2 separate regions of the Mus musculus genome follow, and region 1 is linked to region 2. Evidence: chromatin contacts called from public HiChIP or PLAC-seq data. All regions are on one chromosome and are shown on one strand. Each heading gives the region's core, a stretch centred on a gene start, on an enhancer-like site or on the middle of the called end of the contact. The rest is flanking DNA. Distances are from core to core; before and after follow the strand shown.

Region 1 (6,996 bases), core at 1,363-3,862, 220 kb after region 2:
TCATTAGGAATATAGGTCCAAAGCTCATCTTAATGCCCAGTATCCAGCTAAAGTTTTAGTTAATTAAATCAATGAATGTAGTTAATGTTTTGAGATAGCGTCTCACTACTAGCCCTAGCTGGCCTAGAACTCACTAAACCAGGCTGGCTCAAACTTGCTTGTCTCTGCCTTCCCACTACTGAGATTTTAGAGGCGTATGCTACCATACCCGGCTTCAGCCAGTATTTTTGAATTCACTGGTGCATTTATTAGTGGTTTGGGGGCAGGGTTGAGTGAGTTCAGCCTCACTGGATGGCAACATCGTTTCATGTCCTCTATTTTGACTTGTTGGTCTAGTATTTGTGGCACTTGATTCTCTTCCTTCCTGAATCACTTCAAAATTCGCTTAGCTCTGAGCTTAGAGTGTGCCTGGTCCCTCCAGTCCATAGTCGTCTCAGTCTCCTCCTCTTACTTTTCCCACTCACTCTGGGGATTGGATTCAAGGCCTCAGGCTTGCTAGGATGAGTGGTATAACCAGGTGTACTGGCTGGTTTTGTGTGTCAACTTGACACAGACTGGAGTTATCACAGAGAAAGGAGCTTCAGTTGGGGAAATGTCTCCACGAGATCCAGCTGTGGGACATTTTCTCAATTAGTGATCAAGGCTGGAGGGCTGGTAGTCCTGGGTTCTATAAGAAAGCAAACTGAGCAAGCCAGGGGAGGCAAGCCAATAAGCAACATCCCTCCATCGCCTCTGCATCAGCTCCTGCTTCCTGCCCTGTGTGAGTTCCAGTCCTGCATCCTTTGGTGATGAACAGCAATGTGGATGTGTAAGCTGAATAAACCCTTTCCTCCCCAACTTGCATCTTGGTCATGATGTTTGTGCAGGAATAGAAACCCTGATTAAAACACCAGACTTTTACAGAAAACCCTTTAGTTTGAAAGAGGGAGGCCTTGAGCTTGTGATCCTGAACCGCCTCACAGACAGTTGGGCCTGCAGGTGTGCATTAGTACATGCCCTTCCCCACTCCTGATCCCACTTTGCAACATTGTATTGAGCCTTTTATGGATCTTTCTAGTTTCTTAGGTAGTATTTAGAGAGTTTCCTATTAGGGACTCACTAAAATTGGTGGGTTTGCTCTTTTCTGTTTGCCCGGCCTCTGTCCCAGCTGCCCTTACTTGTTAGGTTATCTTGCCTAGTGCATTCCACCGCATTAATAAACAGGCTTCCGTGTCTGTTATCAGATTAATCTGCTTTTGGGGCTGCGTTTGGCTTCAGGGTGAGATGGCTGTGTGGTGCTGTGTGACGCTGCCCCTGCTCTGTTAGGTTTGTCCCGCTTTCTACACCGGTTTGGTGTATTCCCTTCCCTTCTTCTCTTCATATCCTGTTTTGGCTTCATGCTGCAGTTATCAGTGTTCGGCAAACACTGTTGTCCTTTGGATGTTCTTCCTCCTGTCTTGATTGAGAAAAACTCAGCTAAGCTTCTCCTACAACTGTCCCATAGACTGTCAGGGTTAGTTTTTGTCAACTTGAAACAAACTTATGTACTTGGAAGTAGGAACCGGAGTTGGTAGGTTTGCGTCCATCCAGTTGACCTGTGGACATGTATGTGGGTGCATTTTTCTTGATTATTTAGTGATGTAAGAGAGCCCTGCCCACTGTGATCCTCCTGAAAATGGTCATACTTTTAACTTTTACATTATGACTATGCCCCATTGAGTTAGCTTCTGTCGAGGTATAAGGTAATGTGAAAGTTCCGACCATCACCCATTCATTAACCCAGTTGCTCGTGTTGAGAGAACACTGTGAACACCGTGACCTCTCTGACATATTTATTGAAAATTCAGTGACTGTTAGGTGTGTGTGTTTCCTGTTGTATTTCATTATCTGGATTTGGAGCTAAACCTCATGCCAGCACTTCACCGCCTCCTGTAGGTTGGTGGGAAGTACTGACGCCGCCGCACAGTCTGGTCCTACAGTTTTGGTCTGCTCAGGATTGCTTCAGACGTTGAAGCCCTTTGTGTTTCCAAACACCTTCAGAATCATTGCAGTGACGTCTCTATGGCAACATCTTCAGTTGAGTGTGGTTTTCTTTGTTCTTTTCCTTAAGGCAATGGTCAAGTCATTGACTGCAAGTTTCTTTTCCTTCGTCCTCTCCGTCCCCTCACCTCCCTCTGTCCTCTCTCTTCTCTCAGTGAGTTTGTTGATAGACTCTACTCAGAAACCTTTTTTCTTATTACTTTGTATTCTACTTGTATTTTTATGAGTCACTGAGGGTATGGGCTTTTAGGCTACTGGCTGACAGGGGATAAAGCTGTGTTCTAGGCACCTGGGCGATAATTATATTACTACTTCTACTACTACTATTTTACAAAAATAAACTTGCCAACTTTCCTTCAGCCACAGAGCTCTTCTTGCTTGTCACCTCTGGTCATGAGACAAAGCCATGCCCTCGAGAGTCTGGGAATTTCAGTTGTTAATATTTCAGAGTGAAGCGGGTGGTTCTTGTATCTGCGTCTCATTGATAACGGTTGTGTGATTTCCAGGAAGGAACTTGGGGACGCCTGCTGACTGTCTTAACCACTCCAAAGCTTTCTAAGGCTCAGTCTTTCCTGTTAGATTCTCACTTTGTGTGCTTTGGGTGAGGTTAGTCGCCTGTGCAGTTTTAAACCTTTCCTCCCCTGAAGTACATGAGGCATATTGCCAGCCTCAGCCACGGCTCTCACTCACTGGAATTATGTTTTCTCAGACTCTTTCTCTTGTTGAATGAGTGTTTATTGAAGTACCACTGTGAAGCAGGTGCTGGGGACAATGACAGATAAATTCCCCGATCTGAAATTTGTACAAGAGTATTTCTTTCTGTCACGATGGCTCTCTGTTTTCGGGGGGAGATTAACTCCTAATTTGATGTACAGATTGCTGAGCAGTCCGTGCAGCACTACCGTTGGCTCTCCGATATCTATCCTGGCTGTGAATGTCTGTCCTGGCTCCATTCCCTGAGTTCTGTTTGCATTTTTTCACCTCTGAGACCTCAGAAGTCTTGGGGCTCAGGGTAGCTGGCAGGAGGAGGAGACACAGACCCTGTGACTCTGTCTTGTCTCTGTGGCATTCACAGCCACAGTTCTTTCAGTTTTGCTTTTCTGCTGCTTTGTTCCTAAAAAGATGCACGCAGAGATGATGGGTGGGGTTTTTTTTTTCTTTAGCAATGTAAGCAATTCAAAGCTATAAGCTCCCTCTAAGAACCATGTTAACTATATCTCAAGTTCTTTTTTTTTTTTAAGCTTAAAGAGAAGGAGGGTGGATGTGAATGACTATGAATGGGAGTGTGCACCACATGTGTGGTACCCGCAGGGGCCAGAAGTGGCAGATCGCCCCAGAGCTGGAGTTATAGGTGATGGTTGTGAGCTGCCTGGTATAGTTGCCAGGAACCAAACACAGGTCCCCTGCAAGAGCAGTCACTGCTCTTAACTGCTGAGCCATCTCCCCAGCCCCTGCACCCCATACATGCCCCCTGGTTTTCTCATTCAGATCAGAATACTTTCTAAGTTCCTATGTAATTTTTTCCCTTGACCCATGGGTTACGTAGAAATGTGTTTTTACATTCTTACCTATTTGAGAATTTCTCACAATCCCCACTGTTAACCAATCTCCACTTCAAACCCTCTGTAGTCAGAGAACACCATTTACGTGGTGGTGTCCCTTTCAGCCTTCTCAGTACTCGTTTGTTGGCTTCTGTGCTTCATGTGCGCCCAGAGGAAATGGATCCTGCCTGTATGCTTGCATGACATATTTTCATAGAGGTGTTTAGTAGGTTGAGTTGGTAAAATTACTAGAGTTTAGGGTTAAAGTTTTGTCTTCAGAGTCCCAGTGGGCTAGCCTCGGCTACACATCCAGATGATCATTGATGGGCTAGCCTCAACCACACCTCCAGATTATTGTTGATGAGAACAGAGAAAGGACTTTGCTTCAGTCAACACGGCCATGTGAGACAGAACAATTGAAGGGCTTCAGGACCCAAAGTCTGTCTCCAGGGCCTGATAGAACTTGGAGATTTGGTAGAAACGAGAAACAGAAGGGGCTCTGGAGTTTGCTTGACAGACTGTCAGGAAATCTGGTTCAGGCCAATGCTCTGAGATCTGTGTGTCTCAGTTCTGAATCTGCAAAGCATTCCTTCCATCCCTGTCATCATTTGAGGGGGCAGTCTGGTTTCTGGGTATGATTGCTCCTGCCATGGGGTTCAGCCTCAGCCTCTGAAATAGTTGCCTCCAATTGAGGGGTGATTTGCCCTGTGATTAGGGGGAAGTTTTAGTCCAATCATAAAGATACTCGTTGATCAGTTCTGTGTCTTCTGATGTCGAATGTAGCTGCTAAGAGGAGGAGTCAGGAGGAAAAGTAGTTAAAGCAGCAGGATAGAGCCAGAAAGGGGCCAGAATGGGGCCAGAAAGGGGCCAGAAAGGGGTCAGAAAGGGGCCACAATGGGGCAGGTGGGGAGGGAGGCTGGAGCCGGAGCTTCTACAGTGTGGAAGGCGCTCTGCCCTGTATCTGTACTAATCTAGTCGGTTGTCTGGATTTTAAACGGTGCGTGACCATACTTGGGCATCAGTAGTATCTTGGCCTGTTGCTTTTCAGCAGCTAAACCCTTAAGATATTTATATACATGTTAGTTATAAATCATATAGATGATGACTGAAAATGTATTTATTTCATATCCCATGGAGTTCAGTCATGATCCAACAAGAAAGGAGGTGGGTACGTTAGGGAGTAAAATACAACCTGTCCATAGAAGACTCGCATGACAGGTGCTTGGGAGCTCCTTGGAAGATGAGGGTCAGGGAAAGGAAGAAAGGGAAACGATGCGTGGCCACCATGGAGTAGGTTTATTGGCACAGAGGTCATAGGGCAAGGACATGTGACCACAGCATTCCTGAGATGTTCAGGAGGAAGCTGGTGAGTGGCTGGAGCTCAGTAGGGGGCGGTCGAGAAGAATAGGATGAAGGAACATGGGACTTTAGGTCACCACACAGCTCTACTTTTGCTCCAAGTCGAGGGGGCTGGCAGGTAATTTTTTTTTGTAATAACCAATGGTAAATATTTTCAGTTTTGTGAGTCATTCGGTCTATGTCAGAACTATTAAAATCTCCGTGTTCAGCCTGCAACTATCTGTGGATCGTATACAGTGAGGGTTATGATCATGTTCTAAGGAAGTATAGGACAGTGGGCCGGGGTCAGGCTTGCTGAATATCTCGCTCCAACATGGACAGCTCCTTGAAAGTTCCAAGCAGAGAAGCCACTTGACATATCATGATAGCTTTTTTTAAGTTATGTGTATGTATATATGTGTGCACATATTCGAACCATGTGTATACCTGGTACACTCAGGCCAGAAGGGAACAGAGGATCTCCCGTTACAGGAGTGACAGATTAAGGTTTTAAAAAGTTATATTCTTTCTCTCTCTCTCTGTCTCTCTCTCTGTCTCTCTCTCTCCTCTTTTGTGAGTGTATGAGTTGTGTCCGCTTGCATGTAATGTTTGAGTGCAGTGTTTATGTTGTGTGTGAGCGTGTTGTATGTATCAGCAGCTGTGTGTGTGCGTGTGTGTGTGTGTGTGTGTGTGTGTGTATGTGTGTGTGTGTATGTTCTGTGTCACACAGAGGTCAGAGCACAGCCAAATACTTTGTTCCTTGCTGGGGTGCCTTTACCCACTGAGTCATCCTGGGAGCTCAATACTCTTTTTTTTTTTTTTTTTTTTTTTTGATGAGGCCTTATTATGTGGGCCTGTTGGCCTTGAGCTAACAGAGATCCACCTACCTCTGCCTCCCTGCTGGGATTAGAGGCTTGCCATACCCAGTCTCCTCATGGGCACCAGTACTCTTTAACTGTAGACCTCATTTGAATTCCTTGCTGTTACTGCTATGGTCACTCTGTTTCGGCATCCCAGGTTGCATCCAGTCATCCTGAATCCACAGTTTCTTCTCACCGTGGCAGCTCCTTAGGAATCTGTACAGTCTTATGAGTCCTGGTCACCTGTGCGATAGCATCTCCGCTTGAATGTCTCACAATTGCACCTTAGTCACAGACCTTGCTGAGGTGTCAAGGCCTGCCATTTGAAAGGCACCCACTGGCGGCTTTATTAAGGATAGGGACTGTTGTCATGATCCAGGCAAGTTCTGGACTAGGCTATCCCACTAGGTTCCTGAAGAGGTGAGTTTATGAAGTGATTTGAACTGAAAGAGTGCTGGGGCCTGTGTGGGAATGTCTGCTGTCATCTGCAGATGAGAGGAGACAGAAAAGCTAGGACAGATCATTCAAATGAAGAAGAAGTAGTCGCCTTTTTTTTTTTTTTTTAATTTTTTTAGCCTTTTAACTTCCTCTTTCTGACTCACTATATTACAGCACACGACCGTTTTAGAAACTAGTAAAGCTCACAGAAATACTGTGGTATGTGTTTGCCTTTGCTTGAAGTTTAAAAAGTGAAGTATTTATGTGGGCAGTAGTACTCTTTGTCTCAGAGCAGAAAACAAGGTTTTTTGTTTTGTTTTGTTTTTTGTTTTTGTTTTTTTTGTTTTGTTTTCATAAGCTTTCAACCCCATTTTTGAACATGCTGTCTGTCCTCTTGGTCCTGCTGATTGTCAGGTACAAATTACCTTCCTGGAATTCTCACTGTCTCTTTAGTATGTAAAATCAAGTGTGTTTCTGGTGGTGGTGAACCTTCTGACATAAAGCAGCTAGAGAGAAGGGAAATGTCCAGTTGACCATTCTGAGACACTAGGCCGTAGACTCTGCAGGGTAAGGCTGTTGTCCAAGAGACAGAAATAAATGCCGTGAGCCCTGGCTTCTACCTGGTAACAACATTCTGCGTCAGTACAGAAGGAAGAATACCAACCGAGCTGCTGGAAAAATCTCAGACTCTGAGGGTTCTGAAAGGAGGAAGTTATGCAGAAACAACCCGAGGCAGCCTTTGCTGTGTCAGGACACTAGTCTCAGAGGAGTCAGCCTAAGACAGGAGGACAAAGGACATG
Region 2 (6,655 bases), core at 159-2,658:
GGGAGGGCCTTCACCAACATGCTACTTGGGCTCTTGAAGTTCTCCCTCATTTTTGCCCCTGTGACCTGGTGCCCATTAGCGGAGCTCAAGGGTCACATGTGGTGATGAAAGGCTGTGCTATGGAGATGGTGCCTGGCCCTGTCAGTGAGGCCCAGGCTGTGCCATTCTTAGTGGAAAGCAAGCTCGGATGTCTGAGGTGTTTCCTGATAGGTCCCAGCCTCTGTCATACACTATTGTGTTACCATGGTTACACGAGCTCACCAGTTGAAAGGGTGTGTGTGTGTGTGTGTGTGTGTGTGTGTGTGTGTGTGTGTGTGTGTGTGTGTGGCTTCTCAGTAACTTAGTTTACTGTTTTCAGAACAGCCACCAGTGTGGGCACATCGCTTGGTGGTTTGTTGGGATTACCATGGAGGCTTGGTGTACATAAGTAACCTAACCTGTTTATTAAGGTTGTCCTTTCTGAACATGCAGCTATCCAAGGCCTCTTAAAGACATAGATTGTCCTTTCAGAGAGGTGTGATCTTTAGGGACCAAGGGGCCAGCTGGTGAAATGCTACCAATCTAGCCATTTGGTTCTTCCCTGTATCCTTCCTTTAGCCCTGCCTATGCAGAGGCAGCCCTATGAGCCCTTCAGAGCCTGGCCAGCATGTTCACGTTTAACCATCTCCAACCTCCCTTCCCTCACAACCCCCCAGGTCCAGCCTTAATTCTCCTTGCTCTCCAAACAGAACCATAGGCCTCACAACCGTGTCCTGTCTGTCCAGAGAGCCTGTTCCCCTAGCCGACTACCCACAGGCCACCCTGAGGCGACTCTTCTGGGCTGTCTTTCCTCTGTCACCTCTGGACAGATGTGGCTGTCCCTGCTTCTCTCTCCTCTAGTATTCCATTCTTACCTGTCAGAGGTGGGCCAGGAATGTAGGCCTCTTCCCCTGACAGTCTGAGGCTCTGGTGTTGATGGCTTTGAGTTTAAAGACATGGAGGAAAAGAGCCTGAATAGGTGTTCAGAAAATAGCGTTTGAAGCAGGTTGGCTGGAACCATTAGATACCTATAATCTTCATTTTTGGTGTAATGCTTTTTGTGTCTGAGAACTTTGTCAATGTCAGAAGATTTCGCCACACACTGAAGTAGGTCTTGATTATAAAGAGCAAACATTTAACTCCAGGGTCTCAGTGGATCTACATTATGAAGTTGGTGTCTGTGCAGCTTACACAACTTGACATTTGGGTTCATCTTCCACGGAGATTGGGTGAAGGTCGTTGGGAGACCTCAGAGCTAACTCTGGATCCTTCATGAGCCTGAGGTTGGAGTCCCAGCTGCTGCCCAGGGCCCAGCAGGTGCCTTGCAGCGTCTCTCCTGAGCTTGCTTCTGGGCACCTCGGCATGAGTCAGAGCAAGTGCAGCGTGGGCTTGCAAGGGTGGCAGGGAGCCCAGAATTAGCTCAACTGTGCTTTAGGAGGGCTGTGGTGGGGAGGGTGAGACCATGCCAGGCAGCAGCCACAAACCACAGAGGGGGGTCACAACTCTGGAGTCACCACAGGCTTCAGAGTGAAGAGAAAGCCTGTGGCTCCTGGCACACACCCAGCTGTAGGTGAACAGTTGGTTCAAGAGTGGGCTGTCTGTACTCACAGCTAGTGTGATTGCCATGTCACTCCCAGGACGAGTGGCAGACAGGCATGGTGGTCACCATCCTTACTGCCTACGGTCTGGCCAGGTAGAGCAGCTCAGTGCCTTGGCACATCAGGCAGGTAGACATATACCTGAGCTGAGCCCAACAGCTGGAGGGGGAGGGGGGCTAAGATGGGGCTCCATCTGGCACTCTTCTTGCCCTTTGTAAGCTGCAGCAATTGTTCCCACGTGGCTTTGCTACATCACAGAGCATTTTATCTGCCCTCATGCCTTTTCCTACACAGGTATCTTGCTGAAGAGGCTGGTGCTTGTCGCCAGAGAACACAGGGAAACAGAACTTGTCACTCTGCCAATCTTCAGGACAAAAACCCAGGGGGCATGGAGGGATTGGGCTCTCGGGAAGCCACCAGCTGAGTCAGCCTGAAGGAATGGTGGCCGTTGAATTGTGAGAGTGTCCACGTTGATCTAGAAGAGAGAATGGCGTTTAAGATCCCAGTGTGCAGTGTGGGCACACGGTGCTAACTTTGCCAGCGCACTCGGTGTGCTCAGTGTTTCTGTGTGGCTACTCATGTGAACAGAACTGTCTGGGAAGGAAATGAAGACCTCTGAAGGGCCTCGGGGCAGTCAGCTCTGTGGCTGTGCCAGGCAACTTGTACCTTCACACCCCAGATGGCCATGGTGACTGTTGTCTGTGTTGTCAGGAGGCTATATGGCCTAGCTCTGTTGTCACCAAGAAGACTTGAAAGGGCCAGAGTTGTGGGTGCCTTGTCTGTGCTGGGGTATGGGATACTGGTACCCAGATTAGATCCAGTCTTCACTGGTCTGAGGGCATTGGAGAGTGTCAGTGCCAGCGTGACCATGTCTTCACTGGTCAAGTAGTATCTGGGGACCTAGCAGATGAAGCAGGAATTCTTTCCTTAGCCATAAGAGTTGCACCAGGGATATCAGCCTTGTCTCTTTAGCACTGGCTGCGGACTTCACACACACAGGCATTTGCTAAGTGCTAGAGCCTCCCACCCTCTTCACACCTCTCTGCTAGTACCCAGGCTCTGCACAGGGTGCCGCCTTTTTGCCCAGAGTCCCGTGAGTCTTGCGATGCCTTCCTTGGTTCCGATTTGGTTCTTTTCAGAGTACAGCATGTACTCGACAGCTCGATTGGGGCCCCAGCTCTACTGGGAGGTGGGCAGGGTCCAGAGGTCCAGAGAATGAGAGGCGCTTGCAGGCACTGTGCATAGGGTAGTGGGCATGCTGGGCTCTCTTGCCTCTTGATTCAGTGCTTTGCCAAGGTGCCTGCTACCCACCTGCTGCCTGCCATTGTCCTATCAGAACACGCTGCCCACACCACCTCAGCCTTTCTCTGAAAATCAAAGGTGTCTTAGCATTTTCTTTGCCTCTTTATTTTACACCGATGTATTATATAATAATAAGTATTATTATCACTCTATTATGATTATTATTATTCGATGTGCTGGGGATTGAACTCGGGGTCTGGCACATGCAAGCGTTGACCACTGAGCTACACGCCCAGCCAATTTCATCATTCTCCTCTTGCTTCTGCACAGCAAGCTTATTAGAACCAAGACAATTTTGGGGGGGGGGGACTTTGAGCTCAATGCCTCATGTGCACCACCCCATTTAATCCTGCAGACATGTGTGACAGTGCGCACAGTGGCTATCGTGCAAGGTTACTCAGCAGGTAAGCGGACAGCAAGTGCACATGGACAGGAGAGGACTTCTTAATTCTGTCCTTTTTCACTCCAGGCCAGTGGAGGCTTCTTCACAGGTCACCTGAGACCATCAGAAAACACAGATGTTTATATTACAACAAGGTAACAGTAGCAACATTCCAGTTAAAAAGTAGCAATAGAAAGAATTTCACAGTTGGGGGTCGCCAAGTCATGAAGAGCTGGGTTAAAGGCTCTCAGCAGTAGGAAGGTCGGGAATCACTTCTCTAGGCTGTGGGAGAGAAGAAAATGCCACAGAAGAGATGGTGTCCCTACCTGCTCATGGTACTTGATGAAGCAGGAGGTTGGGAATGTACACAAAGTGTAGCCTTTTTTCCCTTCAGCATTCCATGGCCCCCTTGCCTACAATGCTTAGCCTGCTAGCTACTCTTTTATTGCCAGCTTCCCTGGCCTTATCACTGGCCCTTTGCCCTTCCCTCCCTCTGCTGGGCTTGGAGCCTGGGGACACGCTCTGGGAGTTTACAGGTGGCGAGAGGGAACCAGACAGAGAGCTGCATGGCAGGTGGCCCAGGGCGGGGCGGGCGTACACACAGATAGTGTTCAGTGACAGGCCCCTGCTCCCCAGGAAGGCTGGCCAGTTGGAGTCAGGTTTCCCAAGGCCTTAGAGCAGGCAGGTAGGTCAAGCAGGAATGTAGCAGAGAAGGGAATGGCTATTCCCTGGCCAGTGTTTGTTCCAGCCCTGTGCCAGACAGCTCCCATTGTTTTATGAACCGGGTTTTGACGACAGCATTGGTTGCTTGGGTCCTCACCACACGGAAGCAATTGGAACCTCCTCCAGGATTCTTTAAAATAAATCACGGCTGCTTTCTCAGGCACATAATAGGATTGTTCCACCCTTGCCCACATCTTTGACATTAGGGCAGTCACGCTGCCATGCTGGTACCTGTAACCAGAAGAAAAGCGAGCCCACGTGAAGTGATCTACTTAAGTAACTGACCCCCAACAAGCCCAGGGATGCTAATGCAAGCAGCAGAGGAAACTCCAGAGTCTGTTGCTGCTGTCCAGGGCTCGTGAATCTCACAGTGTCTGTATAAATCTCACCCAGAGTCTGCCCGAAAGCTGCCTGCAAGCTCTCTGCATCTTTACCCGAGGCCTTCTGGGTTCTTCTAAGATACCAACTAATAAATAGCACAGGTCTTTAAAAGGGGTCTTTTAGGCACCCGTAATCCTTGTGTCTGCACGAAGCCATTAGAGTCTGTGGGATTTTCTTACAGGTAGTTCTCTGAGCCTTTTAGGATTATTCTGAATAGTTAGAAAAGTAAATCAAGGACCTTTGTCTGGGTGGCAAGTCATTAATGAGATTCATCCGCGGAAGCCGAAGGGCTCAACCCACTTCTCCACTGTAGCCTTTTGTAAGTTATACATGTCACTGGAATGGAGGCCACACCAGACAGAGGAAGGTCACTGGAATATAAGCTACCTGAGACGCCAGAGTCCTGGTCTCCAGGGCAGGGCAGGTGGCAGTTAGTGTCAGGGTAAGGGAAGGTCAGTCCTTTATCTTCCTGATAGGCTGTCACCATAATGGGGTTGAGTTTTTTGACTTTTTATTGGGACTGATAAAATTTGTTCAACAGAGAGCTGTTATGTTTATAAGCAACCCACAGATGGTGGGGAGAGAAACTCAGAGGAAACTGGGTAGCCAAGAAGCGCTTGCCTCTTTCCCACAAGACCCCGTGTTGTGCACCAAGGGCAAGCATTTGCCAGAAAGTCACTTTAATTGGGAAGTAAACTTGTGTGTTAGCCACAACACATTCCTGAGGTCATCAGCCTATGATAAGGCTTCTCTTGACTCTTTTTTTTTTTTTTTTTTTTTGAGGTTTCGGTGTAATATGGGTTGACCCACATTTCTGGGCCAGCAGCTAGGCAGCACTCAACGGTGGAAATGCATGCAAGGTAGAGAAAACTCTTCCAATGACTGGGCGGAAGAGAGTCAGGAGGAGCCTGGAGTCCGTGGTCCCATCAAGTGCACATCTCTAATGATGACCCTTAGGTCTCAGCATTTAGTTTCTGCCCCTTCCCATTAGTGCCCAGCTGGAGATCAAGTGGTCATGGTTGTCCTAAGGGTCATGGTGATTTTAAGACCTGTAGCAGCTTAGGTCTGTGTTTGCTGGCAGAATAGACCCATTTCTGCCCCATAGCTGAGGTTATGCATCTCAACGGGACTCAAGGGTTGTCCTTCACATCTGTTCTCCTCTGCCCTATAGCTGATATTCCAATTGAAATGGCCAGTTGGTCCAATTTTGAACATGGAAAGAGCTTTTAGGGATTGTCTCGATTGGGCCTCCCATTGGAGTATTCAAAGCTGCCTGCTTCTGCCCAGTATCATCTAGTGAGCAGGCCTCATGTTCCATGGGTTTTATCTAAAGGCACACATTTTGCTCCCGGGGCCTCCCACATTGGCACAGGTGGTTAGCAGGTGTCACAATGTTAGCATTTTCTGCCTCAAGAAAATTTCTCCATCTTTTGTTGTTGTTTAAACTTGTGGTCTTAGGGTATGTAGTTCACACAGCACGGAGAGTTACCTTTTAAAAGGAGTCATATTTCCAATCTTAGCCATAATGGAGCAATCCATTTTGGGTTTGCTTTCTCTCCTTGAACAACTGGACCGGAATACTACCTACCCAGTGCAGGTGTCGGATGCAAGACCCACATTTGCTCTGACATTCTGTCTGGGAATGCCGTCTGAGCCATGGCACAGGGGAGCAGAGACCACGAAAGAGCTGAGCAGAGGCCTCTGTGTGTGTGTGTGTGTGTGTGTGTGTGTGTGTGCGTGCTGAGGTTGTTAGCATTCATGGTGAAGTGTCCTGGAGAGAGGACTGTTCTGAGGCAGAGAAAACACCAAGCTGTGTGTGCAACCGTGGCTGGACCTGGAAGAATGCCAGGGGTTGGGGAATCTAGAAATGGCAGAACCACCCTGCTGAGTGTTCTAACCTGCTGGAGTAGAGGGACCTTACTGTACTCTTGGTCACTTACCTGGAACCATGGAAAGGCTATCCCTAAGGAGACCACAGGGAATGTATCACAGCTCCCATAACAAAATCTAAACACACGCTTTCTTCGGGGTAAGGCCCTATGCCAGTCAACTGAGTATGCCCGATGAAACTCAACGTTCTTAAATGAAGTATTATGTGCCGTACCTACCATACAATAAAATAACTATGAGACATGAGGACAAGGTGGTCAGGAGCAAAGAAAACTAGGCCAATGCTGCCAAAGCCATGCAAAGAGCCTGGTAGGAGCTGACTCAGTGCCATCCCAAGTCTTATTTAAGTGCCCTGAGGGCT

What was found. HiChIP or PLAC-seq counts read pairs in DNA pulled down with a chosen protein or histone mark.
Region 1: a contact with region 2 is called in an H3K27ac HiChIP or PLAC-seq map of regulatory T cell precursor, with 3 times the contacts expected there. The contact joins two enhancer-like sites. A contact is called at or near these places in 3 of 115 datasets of contacts at active chromatin or transcription factors (embryonic stem cells, pancreatic cancer cells and regulatory T cell precursor).

The regions. Positions count from the first base shown.
Region 1 is chr1:37,474,192-37,481,187 of GRCm38.p6, reverse strand. All of the region lies in intron 5 of Mgat4a (mannoside acetylglucosaminyltransferase 4, isoenzyme A), which reads left to right. Among named protein-coding and RNA genes, the nearest start is that of Gm39627, 26 kb to the left of the region's middle. Within about 2 kb of position 2,612, at least 101 of the 459 cell types and tissues checked have an H3K27ac peak or open chromatin away from gene starts, as enhancers often do. A contact at or near this core is called in regulatory T cell precursor, where this site is marked.
Region 2 is chr1:37,691,919-37,698,573 of GRCm38.p6, reverse strand. All of the region lies in intron 1 of Cracdl (capping protein inhibiting regulator of actin like), which reads left to right. Gm39628 (a long non-coding RNA gene) reads right to left here. Exons shown (of 3, transcript XR_865356.3): 2 at 4,121-4,254; 3 at 3,002-3,414. Among named protein-coding and RNA genes, the nearest start is that of Gm39628, 11 kb to the right of the region's middle. Within about 2 kb of position 1,408, at least 95 of the 459 cell types and tissues checked have an H3K27ac peak or open chromatin away from gene starts, as enhancers often do. A contact at or near this core is called in regulatory T cell precursor, where this site is marked.